2 separate regions of the Danio rerio genome follow, and region 2 is linked to region 1. A link is a contact called in public HiCAR-type data. All regions are on one chromosome and are shown on one strand. The core of a region is the stretch at or near the end of the contact, and the rest is flanking DNA. Distances in the headings are between cores, read along the strand shown.

Region 1 (6,327 bases), core at 2,001-4,500:
TGGTGATTAAAGCATGAACAAGTTTCTGTAAATCTTTACTGGAAACATAGCATTTAATTCCTGCAATGTTTTGAGATGTATGCTAATTTCTTACTGCTTTGACATGACTACTAAAACTTATATTTGACCTAAGAATAACACCAAAATTCTTGACCTTATTTTTGTTGTTTGACCATTAGAGCCAAGGTACGCATTCACCTTAAGAACCTCATCTCTGTTCCCAAATGCAATGACTTCAAAGAATTTTTTAATTTTTACAATATTAGATTAGAACTTCAGAGAAGCAACACTGTACATATGTACATATACCCACTCAATCACCCTCCCTCACCAGAAAAGGGACAACATATATACATATTAAAATGCCAGGTGTAAATGAGAATGTGTTTTCTTGTCTACCTGCGATCCAATTGATCAAAACTCATGTTAATACCAGGTGTAAAGCATGCTTTAGATCAGTGTGACTCATAATGCCAGTAATAACAGTGATGTGAAGCTTGTCCAAGTCTGATACAGACATCACAGTGTTCAACAAATCAAAACAGCCTAGAGAGATTCTCTCAGCACAAGTTTGGACTAGAACCACTTGTCCGACTGTAGCAGAGGAGTTTTATTTGAAATAGTTATCTGAATTAAAAGGTGTGCTGTGTATACAGACTTTGACACAATCATCCTAAAAGCCTCTTGTGTTTTATAAACATAGCATACGGAAGATTCCACAACTTCCACAATTAAATCTGTTGTTTGCTCTTCTGTTAACTTTGACATCTGTAAGATTTAAAATTTTTTTTTTTTTTGGAGCAGGTCATTGGACAACACCACTGTTTTGCTCTGTTGACGATCAAAAAACCCCAAAAACATTTAAGGAGGATTGTAATAATGACCTTAAAATTGCTTTTAAATAAATTCCAGCCAAACTAAAAGAAATACAACCTATCCAGAAGAAAAGAATATTATAGGAAATACTGTAAAAATTTCCTTGGGAAATATTTGAAAAACTATTGCTATATTTGAAAAAAAGTGGTTTGTCTCTTATGACAGTGTGAACTTCAGCGAAACTAAAAAGAAACACAACGTCTCCTCTAAAAAACATAAATATATGGATTAACGCATATCAAAAACAGAAGGCAGCTTGGGAAAGCCCTTATAACATCTGGTGCCATTCTGCTGACTTCTAATACCTGGAAATATGTGACCTTTTCTTGACTAAAGGTCTGGATTCTTTAAGCTAGTTCTATTGCTTTATTGTAATCTGGTTTCCATTTATTTTTATACGCTGCGGTGAAATACATTTTATATGGTTATTAAATCTCTTTCCTATCAGATTGCTCATGTTTAAGCCAACGTGTTGGGTGGAGAATTACACTGTCTGTTGATATTAGAATCACTGACTGGTTGGAAGTGAGGTCTCGTCATCCTCTGATTTATCAAGTGTATAGTAGTGCTTTGACTAATGTGGACTCTTAAATTGAGTCAGTGTCTATGCAGTTGTTGGTTACTTACCTTCTGTGGTTCCATCGACTCCCATGATGCATTTGATTGCCCTGATGATCTGCTCCACGACAGGTGGCGACATGGCTGTAGCGTAAACCGCACTGTGAGAGTGACACCGCAGATAATCCACCAATTCCTGCAGAAAAAAAGAACAAACATGCAGTTCATTAAAAACATACTTCAACACAAAATTTACTTATAATTATATCACAGAAGTTCTGCCTAAAATAAATCCTGTTGAATTATGAGAAACAAACTTGTTTAAATTGCGACACTGTTAATAGTTTCCAGCAGAATCTACAGTAACTTATTGGCAGCAGTTCGTCATTAACTTACTGTAAATCAATTACAGCAAACAGACTGTATTTGTGTTTATACAACCATTTATCTAGCTCTATATTTATTTACAGCATTGTATGTATATCATTACTGTAAAATACACAGTAATTTTCACAATGCAACTTTAAAATACAGTAACATACTGCAAAACTGTCCAACAGTAAAATATAGTTCATATTACAGTTAAATACTGTCATTTACAAAAATTGTTTACAGTGCAACTTATTTCTAACTTAATTTAATAAAATCAATTCTAAAATATAGTAAATTAAATAAAGAAATGAATACTGACATTAGACTAAGTAATATATTACAATAATTTTATGGTAAATAACACTGTGCTGTGCTGGTGTAAAATAAAGAAAACACACATGGAGCACTTTCTGTTGTCTAGGTCTCTGTCAACAACTTTCCAATATGTATTTTTAGGACCAGAATAGACACCAATTTTGTATATTTTCCACCCTTTCTCATGTGAAAACCTTTTTAAATTCAGGTCCACCAATGTTAATCTATTTACTGTATGTGTTGTTGTCAGACAAAATAGACCCTTTTCACATTTACAGCTTTCTGAGCAGCAGAAGTCGTCATAGTTGTGTAAACTTAGAGCGAACTAAATGGTACAACAAATATTTTATTACAATACTATTTACTGAAATAATAAAAGAAAAATGCCATAATGGTGTTATCAAGACTTTCAGAAAAAGGAGAAAATAGTGTCGGACTGATGACAGCAGCCAGAGGAGAGAATAATGTCAAATTTTTTCTCAGCCCCAAAGATGCTGCATTACAAACACCTCGCAAGGAGTAATTTGTTTTTTGACGCAAAGATTATATAATACCTACATAAATAGATAGAAATTTTCAGGTTAAGCGTAATTAATTTATTTAATGCATTAGCAATTTACTTCAAAACAGGCAACAAACAAAAAATCCAGAGATAATTGAAATTAAAAAAACAAAACAAAACAAAACAAAAACAAAAGGAAGACATTCACAATACGCCAAAAACAGATTCATAATAGCTTACAATAGACAAAGCTTTTACATTTTTTACAGTTTTGAGAGACTTCATTAACAGTAAAAATCAAGATAGTAAATAACAGTTCAATGACTGTTAAACGCGTCATAACAGTCTTGTGAAAAGGGTCTGCACAAAGGCGGCACACACTATCTGCATTTTGATTGGTCAGCTCAACTGTCAATCAAACTCCAAGCTGAACAGTCAATTCGACTTTGATTTTACAAAGATTAATCTGTAAGTTTTAAGCGGAGTAGGTGATCCGTGAGAATTGTATTGTGCACTTGAGGTAAGATATTTAACCTCAGAGCTGAACCAGTAGTAAGCTATTTAAAATGCCACCTACTTGCAAGAGTAAATGAACCAAAACACTGTACAGTCCAAAACACACCACTAGAGGGAGATGAAACTACACTGCAAACAAACACTTACTGATCCACTCTTATTGACCACTTTAATGGCATAATTCACCCAAAAATGCGCATTTACTTACTATTTACTCTCTATTTCTTTATTCTGTTGAACACTAAAAATGATATTTTCAAGAAAGCTGGAAACATGAAACCATTTACATCCATAGCAGGAAAATCATATACTAAAAAAGACAAAGGTTGAATACAAACTCAAACTGATTTGGAATGTTAAATGAGAGTAAAAGATGACAGAATTTTTAATTTTGGGTGAACTAACCTTTTAAATATTTTAACTACAAATCACTTGACATAATGCCTCACATTTTGCTGTCTAGAATTTTTAAAATATGGTGTAATTTGTGTAATTCTGTACACAAAAAACACTAATAAAAATTGTGTGTGCACATATTTTAGGACAATTCTGCTAATAGTTCCAAATAAATTTAGACCTAGCATTTAGACCCCTCCCCCCTAACGTTCAGGTCATGCTTTCAGCCTTGGGTGGGCACCAATACAATGTTTTCCACACAAACAGAAGCTGTTGATCAGTGATGTGACGCATTCTGCTACTTAAACTATTTCTTCCAGACTTAGTTCCCAGTCGTTTCTGCATCCGTTAAAAGGCTCCATAGCAGCAGCCGATAAAGCTGAGCAGTCCAATCTCCAGCTCTTAATCTGTGTCCTCCGACATCTGCATCCATGTGGAGGGGCGAGGGGAGGGAGGCACATGGGCCTCTGCATCCAGATGTGTCCTCTACTTTGAGGACGGGGGCGATGGGCTTTTTAGAAGGGGGGGAAAAATCTGCAAATCAAACATCTGCTTCCACTTAGAGTGCAAGATCTGCAGAGCTTTAGGTCCTGGGAGCTTTGGGGAAACGGCGTAAGATAAGTCAGTTAAGAGAACGTGTCCGAAATCCACCCACATCTGTGGAGCGAAGGACTGGCTGGAGCCGTTTGGCCAACCTCCCACTGCGCCTGTGTACACTGTCCTCACAGCTGGTTTGCTCTGCAGCTTCTGGGCACCATTATTAAAAATAAACTGTCAATCTTACTGAAGGGAATATGAGTTTTTTTTTTTTTTATTATGACTAATTATGATTAAAAAGTAGGTCTGCATAATACATTGTTTAAACCTCAATATTGCAGAGTGTGAATTCTAGTGGTGTAATGGATCACAAATCTCAGAGTTTGGATCACACTACGGTTTTTGAGTCACAGATCGGACCATTTTACGGATCAGCTGAAAAGAGAGGAGACAAATGTCAAAAGCTTTCCATTTATACAAAAATATTACTGCAAAAAAAGCATTGGTTTTAACAAACAGAACTTAGAACCTGTAATTTTATTAAAAAATAAAAATCAAGAAAGAACCAGCTGACAAAAAAGGAAACTATTCCATATGAAAAATGATCTTTGCTACTGTTGCTGATAATGCTAAACATCTTGTACAATAGATCATATTTATTTTCAATTAATGATTCAACATTTTACACATAAAACTTCATGTTTTATTATAATTTTTAAAAACCTATTCAATGACATCATTTTGATGGTTGTTTGTCACCACCCATTGGTTATACAATGTTATTACTACAACATTCACCAGCATCAAGTTCCATTAAACTGTGATTTTAATCTTCACCATAAACATCAGTGTTTATATATGAACTATAAACTGTTCTCCCAGGTACTTCTGTAATATTTAATTGTTTGTAGCTCACTGAAAAAGTGTAAAAACTGAATCTCTTTCGATCAAACGCAGATTTAAATGCAGCGCTTTGAAGGATTAACAAACATATGCAGATAATTATTATTTATCATTTATGTTGCGCAGGTTTAAATTGAGATCACGCTGTTTTAATGTTTGATTGTGTAGCTTTACACTGAATGAATTATGCAGGCTAAACAAACAGTGACAGAAAACACCTTCAATTAATGACCTAAGAAAGCATTTAGATAGGTCCCACAACAACTTTTTCCATCATCATTATATTTTACAGGGAAGCCTAAATGCTTTCATACATATGATCTGAATAACGCGAGAGGCAATCTCTCTGCAATTGTTATAAATGTTGTATTAACCAACAAGTTCAAAAGTTATTAATCCACGAGTCCCGTGCGTTCTGAACTGTAGATTCAGTTACACACTTACACATTGAAGTGACTCCGCAATGTTGCCAAAAGTTGTATCATTTTAAAGGCTTGTGATTGTAAGCATTTCAAGTCTGTTTAAAGCACAATCATTTATTCATTTATTTTGAATCAATGTTTGTTTTAATGTCATATCAGCAACATTAGCTACATTCATGGAAACACCTGTATTAAATATTCAATTTACAATTTACAATTTACAATGCGACACGGTGGCTCAGTGGTTAGAACTGTTGCCTCACAGCAAGATGATCTCTGGTTTGAGTCCTGGCTGGGCCAGTTGGTATTTCTGTGTGGAGTTTGCATGTTCTCCCTGTGTTGGCATGGGTTTCCTCCGGTTTCCCCCACGGTTTAAAGACGTAGTATAGGTGAATTAGATTAACTAAATTGACTCTAGTGTGAGTATGAGTATGTGTGCGCGTGCATGTGAGAGTGTATGGGTGTTTCCCAGTACAGGGTTGCAGCTGGAAGGGCATCTGCTGCATAAAACATACACCGGATTAGTTGGTGATTCCTTCCGCAGTGACAACCCCTGATATATAAGAAACTAAGCTGAAGGAAAATGAATAAATTATTTACAATCGTAACACTGACACTGATTAAAAGTAATATAAGTTTCTTTTAATGAATGATATTTAAAAAGCATCCTGCAGAAGACACCTTTCTAAATGTTTCCCTTCATATATTTCCTGAACCCAAATATTCTCTAATATAAATTTTAAAATATTTATTCAATTAATAGATGTTTGGGAAAAGAAATGATAATGTCTGTAACTATTTATGTATGTATACGATAAAGACTATTCAGTCTTGTTTTACATTTGATTATTCATGTTGTCTACCTTCTAGTTTGCTCGACTCCCAGAAAACTGAGCACTGTTGATTTGAATTGTTTCTTTGCTCTGTTGT
Region 2 (6,327 bases), core at 2,764-5,263, 290 kb after region 1:
TAACTTCATGTGCAAAACTGGAATATCACATAAAAGACATGCGAATAAAACAGTGTTTCCATCCAATGGATCAAATAGAACAAAATCGTCACTTCCTGATTACTGCCACCAAATATCAACAGTAAAAACTGAATTTTCTGCGGTAGGAGAAACTGCGTGAATCTTTTATTTTGCGTGTTTAAAGGCATGAGACTAAGAGCACAGAAGCTCTTGACAATCCTGGAGGTCATTAATATTATAATAACAACAGTACTGAAATGGTTAAGCATTTGTTTTACAATGTGGTCAGTCTGCTGGTTTGTCCATTCACACACATTTTTATCATCACATGTTATAACAAAATCGCATGACCTTTTTTAATGTGCATGCTGGAATGTGTTCGGTATTTCTTTCCATCATGGTTTATGCGCATCTTTTCTTATCGAATAAAAAGTTTATCCTGCTCAGTTATGCACGTTTTGTATGTGCATTTTTACAATTTTTATGCACACATATAATATGCGCATAAAAATAGGTGGATGGAAACATAGCTAGTGTTTCTCCTCTGGTTTTAAATGCGAGCGACATTTAAATTCCCAAAAACTGTCATGATATTTTACCAGTTTGTGTTTATTTATGTATCAACTCATCTCAATTTTAAATCTTATGCCTTTGTGTTGTGTTAGTTTATCAAAATCATCTACTGAAGTCTACTGTGATAAAGATATTAATGTGTAAGTATACTGTAGTTGCAGATGGTCAGTTTGCTCTTGAGTGTTTACAGAACACGATGCATCTACTTATTTATATGCATCTATAAAAAAAGAATGATTTGAAAAAATGAATGTTTTATATGTTACTGTACAAATTATGTTTTTTTATGCATCACAGAGTGTCATATGCAATGACTCGAAATCCAAAATGATCATGGTATAAGAATTTCCTATCACTTGAAGCTTAATTTGGCCAAATATGGAAGATACGAGTAGACAAGTGCAAAGATTGGAAGGTGGGTATTGGGACAGGAATCTTCCATCAAATCAATCATCACTTTACAGTTATAACATCACTGATGGAATGTTTAGCCAACAGCTTTTTAAAAACGTTCAAAAAGCTATTAATTTATTTATCAAATACATTTTTGGGGCCTGAAAATGCAGGTTATTGAAAACTATACACCATATAATTTGCTTTCACTTTTACTTATATATAAACAATACTTTTATTGTAAAGTATGACTGTCCTTAACTTGGCGGCATCGTTTAACTGGTCAGATTACAAGGAGGTCTGTCTGAATAGACATCTCTGACTAAGCGTAAAGCCTCATGAGGGGAGAGGTCAGCGGGTGCTAGATATTTCTTCATAATAGTCAGTAAATGCCAAGTTTGTTTGTATTACATTTTTGTAACGAGCGTAATCCACCTTAGTGAATTTTAAACTTACAACCCTTTTATTGGGCCTGCATGGGGATTTGAAGCAGGAAACCAGAGCTAATGCCTATGCTAACTTCAAACAAATGCCAGGAGCTCTTTAAATGTCGGGTAGGCAGGAGAGGGGCTCGTGTCATGGGGGCAGATGGGAGAGAGATGAACCTGGAAGTGCTGAGTTCAGAGACAGATGTCTGCTTCTGCTTATCTGCAAGACCGGAGTTGGTCATATCTACAATCCTAAAAACAGAACAGACGCCCAGGGGTGTTACTGTAAGATTCGAGGGTCAGCCAACTAGAACTAGAACATCTTCCTCCTATAAGTACTGATCTAAAAATTCATATATGCTTAAATCACATATGTTGTTGATAACCCCCTGCTTTCCATCATCTTTAGTGAAGAATTTTGGACGCTGCTTGTGAGTCTGTGCAGTGATGTTTGGAGTAAATGGAAACAAGATTGTCATTGCAGGTCATTAGGGAACTTGGCAGATATCTAAATGTCTACATGTCCTTGCTTTGGATGACTCATTCGCATGTAGAGAGGGAGTGAAAGGATAGACGGCTAAATTGTGTGTACTTGGATCGATTGTCTGCAGCTGTTTAACTCCATACACACACACCATACGCTCCAAATGCTTTGGGTTTATATTTAAATATCAACTGACACTAACAATACACATCGTGTGCATTACAAGGATAAACGTGTCCATGTTAAACGATACATCAACGGTCCTGCAGACTTAACTGATATAGTCTTCGAATGTGGTGCGCACACATACCATTTTATGTCCTCTGGATGTATTGCACTGGCTGTTAAGTTGAAGCACAGACTGCCAGAAAGCCCCGAAAAGCCACAGCCACCCTCACTTTGCTTCAACACCCCCCAAAAAAACAACTCTGAAATGCAGAGCTGCCCCCTCAGTTTGTTAAAGAGAAACTTCTTTCCCCTAAAAGAGGCCAAACTATTTTTACTGGCTTCAGATCCTCACAGAATGCATACATGGAGGTTTTGGGCCAGGGGGAAGGCGATTCCTCAGAAATGCGCTATACGTCTGCATGTGGCAAATGTTTCTGCTTCATAAACTTTAGCAGCTATGTCTGACAGTCGGTGTATTGGAGCAGTGCCTGCTGTGATGATGGGAATATTCATGCTGTGGCATCCTCAGGTTCTCCGTATACAGATGACAGGTCTGGTTGGGTTTGAAGAACTGCTGTGAGAAATAAGAACAATAGCACAATTAGCAGAATTCATGTGTCAATGCATTTAAGTGTAGTATTTTGTAAGTAGAGGTGTATTTATATAGCACCTTTCACAGACATTGTCACAAAGTGCTTTACAAAAATCAGAAAAAAGGTAAAAGAACACATTTCAATAAAATAAAACATAATAAAACAAGTTAAAAACCCAAGTACAGTAACACCAATGCAAAACTAGCTCACCATACTGTTAATTAAAGGCTTGACCAAAAAGATACGTCTTTAACTGCTTTTCAAAAAGTTCAACTGACCCCTGAGTTCTCTGTGCTAGAGGGAGAGAGTTCCAGATTCTTGGGGCCACAACACAGAAGGCACGGTTACCTTTTGACTTTAGACCGTAGACTTGGTAATACCTAATTTTGATGGTCTATTTTATTATTAGGGCGTTCTCACACTATGTACAGTTACCTTGAACCGGGCTGAAGCACGCTTGTCCTCCCTCCCGTCTCCCCCGACAGCCCGCACTCACATTAGATTCGGGCATGGGCACGCTTATGGGCAGCTCATCGGTGATGTGCTGTTCAGTAAGTGCTTTCTCTAAGCACCGTGGACATTTCTTTAGTTGTATTGTTTTAGTCGTTTGGGATGCGGTGACACGCAGTCAAATATTTAGCTAACAGACCAGCCACTTTCAATGCTCATAAACAACCATAATGTCCTTGTGCTGCAGGAATTATGAGGTTTACTAAAGGTGCAGCTGTCATGCAGTGAAGGGTTTGTGTCTTTAATAATCTACAACATATTGCAACTTGTATTCCCTACGTTGTGGGTTCCAAATGTCCCCAAAAGTATAACAATACCAGTAAATTTTGTCTTTATGGGTGGATTTTTTTCCCCATGAGGTAAACGGCTCATAAATCACCCACAGTAGTTTTTAAAAATGCAAAATGTTTCCTGTGAGTGTTTTACGGACAGTTAGGATTAGAATAAGCGGATATAATACACAATTTGTACAGAATAAAAATCATTACGTCTATGAGAAGTCCACATAAAGATAGTTGTGTGTGTGTTTTGGTTATGTTTTGGGCATAGATTTTTTAAAAGGTATCAGAATTTTATCAGAATACAAAAAAACAACAACCTTGTTTTAGGCTCAAATGGTTACACTGCTCCTTTCACTTCCGCAAAATTAAGCACATGACTGAAGTAATTAATATCTCTTCCCACACTTTATATAATTTCTTCCTCTGCGTTTTTGAACTAGTTATGAGCTATTATTATAAATCAATCCTCTCCTCGTCATTCTTATGATTGTTTTTATTTTGCTGCGTCAGTTGTTTTCTTTATCAAAAAGAAAATAAAGCGAGCATTTTTAGGAGGCATGTCATGACTGGAGCGGGTGGGGAAGGGTGTAGGCTACTGAGAATCCCACAATGTCTTTCTTTCCTTGCCAGCAGTACTGTTTATGAAAGTGTGTTTGTATTGCCCTCCCTTGTGTGAACGGTTTGTGCAGCTAAATCATGTTTTATCTTCATCGTATTAGCTTTGGATGGACACTTCCTGTTGATTGTTTTACACTTCCCATGGGCTGATACACTGAAGGCATATTCGATGACAGATGTGACCGTTTTGATGGATGCATTAGTTGTACCTTAGATTAGTGTTCATGCAAGTTACATTTCTAGAGAAGAATTGAGTCTGTGAACACATTTTGAACAATGGTCAAATGAATCACGCACTGTACTTACAGAGCAATTCCTTTCCTTGAGACTTTCTTCATCTCCCACAGTTGGATTCACATGACCACATAATTCCACCACAGAGGTCAAGAGGGCATGGGTCAGGTCACCTCCCTTCATTTGCGGGTCCCACATGCCAGTTAGAATGCCCAAGCTCTTATTAATAGGCTTACAATGAAGCCCACAAGGTTCAACCACAAGACCGGATACACGGGGTCCACAGAGGCATTAATATATGGGGCTAAATTAGCACATCTGTCACACTTTCTCTGTGTGTGTGGGTCTTTTAACATTTCTTTGATTAAATCTACTAAAACACTAAAAAGATGTTAGTTCAGCATATTCTGTACTTAAAACAAGTCATAAAAATAAAAACTGTCTTTTGTTCTGAGATTTCTATTGTTGCTGCTTATATGATTTAAACACTAATAAACTTTAATCTATGGAAACCTATTTCTGCCATTTAAGAATATAAAATAGCAGGCATAAAAATGAAAATCATGCCATACTCGAAGTAATAAAATAAAATTTCAAATGAAAAAGTCATAATTATAACATAAAAAGTTGAAATGATCAAAAACTGACTTAATGACACCACACGATGGACTGTGAATACAGACATATTACAATCTTTTAAAAGTCATCATTATGATGACTTAATGGGCCCTATCATACACCCAGCGCAATAAGGCACAAGACGTGTTGGTCATGATTTGCTGCTATTTTCAGACCACTGCAACTCTAACTTTCATGTTTTGTGTCACGTTGTTTAAATAGCAAATTCATTTGCGCCACTTTGTGGACTCATGGGTCTGCCGGTCTATAAAGGAGGTTTGTTAAGGAGCATTGTTGCCATGTTGCTATTTTTAGAAACTGAAAAATATAAAAACCACTGCTTCTAAGCCTTCATCATGTCTGGGGCTTTTTTTCAGTTTATTCATAACAATTTGCATTTGTATAATGTTTTTATTATTAGCAGTATTATTTATTTTTTAATAATTTGGGGGCGACGCAGTGGCGCAGTGAATAGCACGATCGGCTTACAGCAAGAAGGTCACTGGTTTGAACCTCGGCTGGGCCAGTTGGCATTTCTGTGTGGAATGTGCATGTTCTCTCCTTGTTCGCGTGAGCTTCCTTTGGGTGCTACGGTTTCCCCCACAGTGGTGGGTTTCCCCCACATGCGGTATAGGTGAATTTCAGTATGCCAAAATTGAACATAAAGTATGAGTGTGTATGGATGTTTCCTAGTGATGGGTTGCAGCTGGAAGGGCATCCGCTGCGTAAAACATATGCTGGATAAGTTGGTGGTTCATTCCGCTGTGGCAAACCCAGATTAATCAAGGGACTAAGCTGAAAAGAAAATTAATCAATGAATAAAGTTTAGATTTGTCCACCTGTTGGGTTTTGGTGAGAATACACACTTAATTATTAGTGTTCCTTTATTTGTTTGCTGGAAATTAGAACTGAATTTAGAAATAGTTTTGAAACAAATCTTTGTGCTTAACAAACTAAATTAAATATGTAGGCTAATGCATGTCTTCAGTAGGGTGCCTTACTCCATGAAAGTAAAGGAATAAAAAGTAAAAGGAAACTAAAGAAAAAGTAAAGACACCAAATGGAGGCTCATTCTTTATCCTCGTGCTGCTGATGGTCTGTTTAAGTGTTTTCTCACTAGTTAAGCATTCAGTTTTTCCACTTACAAAGTCCGCCATGTAAATAGCAAATGTGAGACCGGTTTAAAGCACATTATGCTAAAAACACACCAATAGCTAATTAAGAGTATAAGCACAACCCTGTTAGATCATGCACCTTGGCATAGAGCATATTTTTCTGTCCTTAAAATAGAAAATGTGTATTAAGACTTGCCCTTAATGATTTTGCGCCATGCGCTTTAGACTTCTAGATTGTTAAAATAGAGCCCAATATGTCTAATGCTATGTTCACACCAGACGCAGATAAATTACTCTATTCGCGCGTAAATA

The links. HiCAR-type assays count read pairs that join an accessible place to other places.
Region 2: a contact with region 1 is called in a HiCAR-type map of caudal fin, with 4 times the contacts expected there. The contact joins two enhancer-like sites. A contact is called at or near these places in 4 of 18 Hi-C or Micro-C datasets (caudal fin, embryo, fibroblasts and 1 more) and 1 of 4 datasets of contacts at active chromatin or transcription factors (caudal fin).

The regions. Positions count from the first base shown.
Region 1 is chr13:38,273,996-38,280,322 of GRCz12tu, forward strand. sptlc3 (serine palmitoyltransferase, long chain base subunit 3) reads right to left here. Exons shown (of 12, transcript NM_001003562.3): 9 at 1,504-1,630. Among named protein-coding and RNA genes, the nearest start is that of ism1, 28 kb to the left of the region's middle. Within about 2 kb of position 3,251, at least 11 of the 62 cell types and tissues checked have an H3K27ac peak or open chromatin away from gene starts, as enhancers often do. A contact at or near this core is called in caudal fin, where this site is marked.
Region 2 is chr13:38,560,843-38,567,169 of GRCz12tu, forward strand. No RefSeq gene overlaps it. Among named protein-coding and RNA genes, the nearest start is that of btbd3b, 56 kb to the left of the region's middle. Within about 2 kb of position 4,014, at least 2 of the 62 cell types and tissues checked have an H3K27ac peak or open chromatin away from gene starts, as enhancers often do. A contact at or near this core is called in caudal fin, where this site is marked.